2 separate regions of the Danio rerio genome follow, and region 2 is linked to region 1. Evidence: chromatin contacts called from public HiChIP or PLAC-seq data. All regions are on one chromosome and are shown on one strand. The core of a region is the stretch at or near the end of the contact, and the rest is flanking DNA. Distances in the headings are between cores, read along the strand shown. Region 1 holds the start of smarcd1 (SWI/SNF related BAF chromatin remodeling complex subunit D1). Region 2 holds the start of cela1.1 (chymotrypsin like elastase family member 1, tandem duplicate 1).

The links. HiChIP or PLAC-seq counts read pairs in DNA pulled down with a chosen protein or histone mark.
Region 2: an H3K4me3 HiChIP or PLAC-seq map of embryo shows a contact between it and region 1, with 5 times the contacts expected there. The contact joins the promoter of cela1.1 here to the promoter of smarcd1 in region 1. A contact is called at or near these places in 2 of 4 datasets of contacts at active chromatin or transcription factors (caudal fin and embryo).

What each region holds. Positions count from the first base shown.
Region 1 is chr22:7,415,064-7,418,956 of GRCz12tu, reverse strand. smarcd1 (SWI/SNF related BAF chromatin remodeling complex subunit D1) reads left to right here and starts at 1,962. Exons shown (of 13, transcript NM_198358.1): 1 at 1,962-2,165. The coding sequence starts at 1,989. It overlaps LOC137495449 (a long non-coding RNA gene), which reads right to left and starts at 1,739. Exons shown (of 3, transcript XR_011015257.1): 1 at 1,696-1,739; 2 at 517-605.
Region 2 is chr22:7,864,461-7,868,353 of GRCz12tu, reverse strand. It overlaps cela1.1 (chymotrypsin like elastase family member 1, tandem duplicate 1), which reads right to left and starts at 2,259. Exons shown (of 8, transcript NM_001025474.4): 1 at 2,198-2,259; 2 at 1,984-2,075. The coding sequence starts at 2,237. LOC100151078 (novel protein similar to vertebrate amiloride-sensitive cation channel 2 neuronal (ACCN2)) reads left to right here and starts at 3,706. Exons shown (of 9, transcript XM_068216422.2): 1 at 3,706-3,815. The coding sequence starts at 3,770.

The sequences.
Region 1 (3,893 bases), core at 713-3,212:
CATACATATAAATACACACACACACACACACACACACACACACACACACACACATACATACATATATATATACATACACACTGGGGTAAATAAGTATTCAACAAGTTCCCATTTTTCTCAGAAAACATATTTCTAAAGGTGCTATTGACCTGAAAACCAAAGAAAAAATATATATGAATAGAAAACAAATCTAATTACTTTACAAATTGTTATCAACATCTGGTGAAAATTTCAAGTCAACAGCACCTTTATAAATATGTTTTCTGAGAAAAATGGAAATGTGTTGAATATTCAATTCAATTTCAATTAATTTTATCTTTATTTCTAAAGCACTTTTACAATGTAGATTGTGTCAAAGCAGCTTAACATTTATTAAATTCAGTTCAGTTCAGTGTGGTTTAGTATTCACTGCTGAAAGTCCAAACACTAAAAAAAGCAAATCCACTGTTGAGTTAACATATATACCAGTAACAAAAAGGCTCTTTGAGCATTGTGCAAAATTAACCATATTCTGACCTGTAATGATAATCTTTACCAGAAAGAAAGACCTGCTCAGCATCATCCAAAGACCAGCTCCTCAAGACACCCAGAGGATGTACGATGGCCTTTGAAAAAAAAATCATTAAATATGAACTAAAATACCACCACAGAACAGCAAATCATTTTACATGGATTCATAAATGAGTAGCACCCAGCATGCAGTTTATATACTTATTTGGCCAGACATTCCTCTGGAAAATGAACACCACAGATAATCTGCACTTCATCATAGATATGCTATAAACTCAAGAACACAGCTAGCATTTGTAACTGTATTTATAAACTGCTTATCAATGTCTATTAAATGTAGAGTTAATGCTAAACAAATAAAATATTAATAAATTAACTAGTTATTAAATGCTTAATAATTATTTATTTATAGTATGCAGATGTTATAAAGTGTTACTCAACAGTTTGAGATAACCTCAATGAAAATATTCCTGTAGTTTGTTTTCTTTTCCTCCTACAATGAGCCTAAGCAATCCAATCATATTGGCCATCACTTCTTTTTCGCCAGGTAAAACATACCTGATATAAATTAAAGATATGAGACTCTATATGGTTAAGACCTGCAGAATAAGCCTAACTTTCAGAATCTCATTCATCACTGTAAAACGATGACAAAACATCAGGCTAATAACACATACAGTATTGTGGGGCAAACAGGCAGTCAGCACAATTTTTAATGTGCTAATGTAATACAACGAATAACACGAATTCAGTAAAATATAGATAAATCTAAAACTCTTACATCAAACGTGCTTTTACCATCTTAGTTTAATGCATGTCACTAAGCACATTAGCCGTTAAGTCAACAAGCCATTAAATCAACAATGTTTCATTAAACCATGGTCACGAGTTACGAACGACGTATAATCAAACTAGAAAACGAACTCTAGAAAATTATTAACAGTTATAGCAGCTCTCACTCTGGCTGTGTAAAATTATCCATATTTATTATTATAATATTTTATTCTTCTTCTGGAAAAAAAATCGTCACGTAACATTTTTGTCCCAGACCCTTAAAAGTGGGGTAAATCATGCAGGCTAATCTGGCATTTCTGCATAAACTCACAGTATAAAACAGCAGCATTACAAAATAAACACATACTTTAACAGTTTAAAATAAAACTTAATAGAAAAATCGGTACTTACACTTTCCTTGTCATCCGTGTCGTCCATTAGCGCATCCATGATCCAATCCGACAGGTAACGCTGTCACAAAAAACTAGGGTCCTAAAGATGCGGTCCTAAAAATGCGGTCCTGAGAGTGCAGCCACTCCAGTTGTGCAGGATTACCCTTCTCATCGTCAGCGCAAGCGCGACGTCTCTTCACACCTCGCGAGACTCTACCTCAGCTCTGAACGCCTGTGCTCTTCAATTCTCGCGATACTAGTTTCAAGTCTCACCGGTGGTTCTCTGTCTGTTTGCGGCTCGCGGAGAAGAAGATGGCGGCGCGGAGTGGTTTTCAGCCTTCGACACCCGGTGGCGGCGGAGCCCCGATGGGACCCGGGCCGCCGGTAGCCGGAGCAGGACCCGGTATGGGTCCCGGTACACCCTCAGGAAGGATGGGACCAGGCGGCCCGCAGAACCACATGTACCGATCACCGATGCCCGGTTACCCGGTAAGGCGCGAGGAGAACAAAGAAGCAGCCGCGCATAAACCGAGGGCTTTAGTTTTAAAGTCTGAACGCAGAATTTGCTCGTTTATTTAAAGCGTCAACATTGAATCCGTTTAAAATGGTTTCTATAGTGTTAAATTGAGAATATACTCTATTATTATGCTCGACTGTGGTTGCGTTGCTTACCGTTTGGTTCAATGCTAAGCGTCAAACTTTATTTCAGTAAACCAGAAATTAGATTATTTGTTTGTGTTTCACTTGAGAATGACTTGAGGAATATTAACCTGCAGTTGGTTTTGATGGTGTAAACAGAGTTTCTGCGGAAGCTCTGTGTGTAACCGCGCGGCCTACAGGAGCATCATGATGATGGCTTTGGTTGCTTTGATGACCAGTGTTTATATGCTAATTTGATGTATTCTGTGCATTACATGAGAGCAAGTCTTTGCCTAAATTACATCTGCTTTGCATATAGTTTGCTACTTAATGATTTAAGAATATGGTTTAAATGTAAAAAGTATAAACATTTAATTTCCCTAGTTTACATAGAGGTAAAGTTGGTTTTATATTCGCACAGTGGTTCATTTAGAAGTATCTGTATTGTTTACCATGTGACTCTGAATATTCGATCGGAATTAGCATAACGTTACATGTGTGACTTGAAAACAACATTAACACTTAATTGACTGTGAACAATGATTGATAGTCATTGGCTGCTAATATGTTTTTGCAATTTAGAATTTGCAAATAATACTTTTATGAAATGATATTATTAAAGGGGAAGTCTGAATGTGCGAATAAAACCAACTTTACCTCTGTCCTGTTTATTAACGTTAGACTAACAAACGTATGTTTTCGTATTGAGGTATAGTTAGCAGGGTTCATACAGTCCTGGAAAAGTCATGAAATTTCAAAAAGGCCTTCTCCGGGCCTGGAAAAGTTTTGGAAAAACACATAAACCCAGAATGTTTTGGAAAAATCATGAAAATTTGCTCAACAATTACGTGTACTTGAGTATATTTGAGATTAACTTGACTGGTACTTGACACTATATTTCATGGGAAGACTTAAAAAAAATGAAATGGGTAAAAAAAAAAAAAACTATAATAAATAACTTCAAAAATCAAAAGCAGTTTATTGGGGTAAAGTTGGTTATGTTTAAACCTTTAGACTTTGTCCTCTATAATATTATTTTACAAAAAATGTTCTTTGTAAATTCTAAATAGTGAAATCATGTTTGCAGCCAAAGACTATCAAAGTACAAAATTGTTCACGTTCAAATAAATATTGCTAATGTTGTTTTCAAGCAGACACATATGGCATTTCAGACTTAATATTCAAAGTGCTATGGTAACCAATATAGGGAGCATGTCACAAGTTGTTGCTGAATTAATGTGTGAATATAAAACCAACTTTACCCCAAAAAGCAGTTATAGCTTCACCTCGCTTTTACCGTAATTCAAGATGCATTTTGAGTTTCGTGTCAAGAAATATTTAACTCCAAAGGTAAAATATTGTGGGTGCTAAAGGCTAATTTGTACTAATTTAAAGTCTTGTGAAAACACATGCCAACATTATTGAATTTTCATGCAGACAGTAAGATAATTTCTAAAAACTATTTTACAGATATGAATATAAACTACATGAATTGTCACATTTTTTTGATATGCTGCAAATTGGAAGGTGCATTTTTTTTACTTATTTACCACATGTATATAGACCAGGGGTAGGGAA
Region 2 (3,893 bases), core at 1,010-3,509, 450 kb before region 1:
TCAGAAGACGCTCACACCGCATTAAGCAATAGACCTTTTACGCTCTTCCGCATTTTTCGAACGGAAATACGTCAATGTAGTGCATTAGAACTTCCTGTTATCATAGCGGCAGATACGAAAAATGGCAGAGTCGAAGAATCGCAGTTTCTGTTGTGTTCCAGGCTGGAGAAACAGCCCTACCTTTTATTTCATTCTTTTCCTGTGGATCCAAACCTGAAACCCAAATGAATTCAGGCGATCTGAAGAGAGGAAGGGCATAGTTTTAATGTAAAACAGGTAGCACCTATGTCTGCAGCCGGCACTTCGCTCCGGATGATTACAGTGGTGGCTGCGTCGTTCGCCGCCTGAAGAGTGGTGTTGTCCCGAGCCTATTCCCTTGGAACAACTTTACAGCTCCTTTGAGAAGGGAGTCAGTATATGACAGAACCTACAAACGTCAGTCTAAACAGCTATGCTGTGAAGATAGCGACACGGTGGCTAAGGCAGCAAGGATGGATCATGACTACGTGATTTCGCTATTTAGAGTTTGCAAATAATACTTTAAAGAAATTATTTTGTTAAGGGGAAAGTCTGAATGTGCAAATATAAAACCAACTTTACCACTATCCCACCTGCAGTTAAGATTGTTCATAGTGTATTTAGTTAACGCTAGTCACCTGTGTGTACCGTTATGCATATCTACCTGAACAAATTAATGTTAATAATATAAGCTGTTCAAGAAGCTCAACTAATAAAATAAAATATTTTTTTTTTTTAATAATGAAACAATTTATTGTTGTGACATCTAGTAAATACACGAAGTTTTATCATACTAGCATGTGTGGAAGTATTTAAAACAAGTGTGTTACAACTGGCCCTGTGTTAGGTTCTACCCCGCTCTCCCCTATTTTAATTGCATGTATTTAATAACTTATTTAATTAACTTCGGAAGACAACTCGGGCTCGCCGAAAACACTCTAGCTGCCTTTTCTTCGCCAAAAAACTCCTACCGGAACTAGGTTTACACGTTGTTGACGTACTTCCGGTTTTTGCATAACAGGTCTATCAGGAGCTTTCACTTAGGCTTGCTTATGACGTAGCACCTGTTGTTGGTGTCCCGGGGGGAAATCCTCAGATAACTGTTGATCAAACTGGGCTCAGCTTGTTCGTAAGCACCGCTGAAAACTTCCATCATTCAGGTTAAGCCTCTGTACTCACAGACCTGGGTGCACTGCCTGGTCACTCTAGCAATGAAGCTTGAGTCACCGGGCAGACGGAAGCCCTGCCCATGACGTGAATCCAAACACGGTCCTGGAAGGCCAGTGTCCAGCAGATTTTAGCTCTAACATGCTCCAACACACCGGCAAGGATGTTTCTAGAAAGCCTAGTAGGAGCTTGATTAGCTATAGACCAGGTGTGTCTGATTGGAACTAAACTTTGCAGGACACCAGCCCTCCGAGTGTGGACACCCGGAGGACCTCAATCTTGTTTTTGAATCTGTCACTATGCTAACATGTTAGCATTTGTAGTTCCGCCCTCTTTTGGAAAGCGCACAATCTCATTGTTTTTTAATTGAATTTGAAGCGACAGTCACCAAAACGACAAGATTATAGGATCAAAACCCAAAATGGTGAGTTTCAAAGAGGTGTAAAACATTATTTGTGGGGTACTATGAGCTGAAACTTAATATACACACTCTATAGGTTCTTTTAAACAGGATAAAACTTGTTCTTTTAGTCAATAGTATCTGGATGCAGCCTTTATGATGCAAGCTGAGATTGCATCACTCATTGATGCAATGTCAGACAAAATGCACTCAATGGAGTGAGTGACGTCACTGTGACGGTTAGGGGTGGGGTTAGGTGAGCCCATTAAAAAGAATTGGATGCAGCTCAGATTGCATTGCACCGAGTCTGCAGCCAGACCCCTCTCCTTTTAGTTGCAGGAAGCTAGTTAGAAAAAGAGGGTTGAGATTTAAGTTTTTTATTGTGAAAAATATAGTACCTGCCATGGCCAAGAGTGGGGTTTTGCGATCTCTCCACCAATAACCCTTTCCTCAATGGCCAGATCCTCCAGATATCTGGGCTCAGTCAGCCCTGGACAGAAAAACACAAATAGACATGTTAGGGTTGTAACTTTTTCATTAGAACCTTAGTATTTTTTAACATATGTAAATGCATACAGTTCATTTCTCAGCTAATGGAGAGAAACATCTCACCTATAGCGGCCAGCACACTCAACAACAGGATCCTCAGCATGTTTGCTGTCTGTCTAAACTTTCAGCACACTGCCATCACACATATATACCCACAGACTTCCGCAGCGCTGAATAGAACAGGTTGTCTGATGCCCACAGGTGTCTGAATCACACAGATTTCACCACTGTCAAGGCCAATGTGCCAAAACAGGGCAAAATAAACTTGTTTATCTAGCTCAAGGGTCAAAACAATTTCCTTGAACTGCCTTTTCTAATCACCATACCACCAGAGTTTGCCAGATTTAACATGTAACCATTCTGCCTTGTTTTCACAGTTCAGGCTGCCAGCGTTGGTGATTATTTTCCCACCACACTTTGGATGTTTTGTATGAGAGTGAATCGGTGATTCAGCCATATTTCTTACTGATATGACCTCAACTTGGAAACTCTGGATTTAAAGACAATTTAGAGTTTTGTACTATAATACTGAGTTTGTGGTGGTGTTTAGGGATTAAATTTGTGAATTTATCTGACATGACTCGAATGCACCTTTTTGTTGCTCTTGCCTTCATGACTAAAGTGAATCCATCTTACTTTCAGCTGGATAACAGCCATGTCATAAAGCTTTCAATTCCAGTTAAGTTCTGTTAGGATGCGCTGGATATCTATATATCATTCTTTATGAACATTTAAGCTTCAATAATAGTACATTTTACATTATTTAAAACTGCTTTATTTCTTGTTAAATAAGTGAACATGTTTTCTTTGAGTTTTTAAGTCGTCAAGTGAAAATCGTTTTGATGTCAAAGCCTTGACATCTATTTGACTTCCACACATTGATTTTCTTTTGACCACCAAAATAACAACACAAATAGATAATAAAGGTAAATATATAGGTAAATAAGTACCATTTTTCATCTTTAATTACAAATTTAAAGTGGATGATGTATCTCTACAATACATGTTAGCTTGATGTCAAATTGACATTTCACATAAAAAACGCTCCAAAAATTGATAAGAGGGCTTTCCTGTACTCGAATTGTTGATGACAATGTTAGATGTCCATTTCATGTTGTTTTGGTTTCGACATCAAGATCAATTGGCATGAAATCGATATGCACTTTTGATTTTTTTGATTTCAGTTTGACATTAAGGTGTTTGCTGGGATGTGTTATGGCACCTGACTCTCGGAACTACGTGAGGAAACAGTGTGTGCGAATTGTAACTACTTCTACTAAACCCAGAAGGTTTAGTTTCCAGTCTGTTTGGGACATTTATTTATTCATTTATGTTTCTTTTATTTATTTATTTATTTATTTATTTATTTATTTATTTATTACTATTTATTTATTATTTATTATTTATTATTACTATTTTTTTTTCAGTTCAAGTGTTTAACATGTATTCGGAGAACTCACAAATGTTGAGGACTGCTGAAACAAGTGTGTTTGATGCAAACAACAGGTGGCACTGTGGTGTGTTTCAGGTTTCTTTTCCCCTGTAAAAGAAGGACACCGCTAGTTTCCTCCGCTACGCTGCTTGCTCATCGGGCGGGTGTGGTTCAGAGACAAACTTTTACAAATCTTCACCAGTATGAACAATAAATCCAAAATGTTTCTGTCTTTTCTAATAATGCTCGGTAAGTGCGCGATGTCTTATTATTCTTTTCCACTTTCGGTTTCACTTTGCATCTTCATCTCATGTTTATTACCTCATT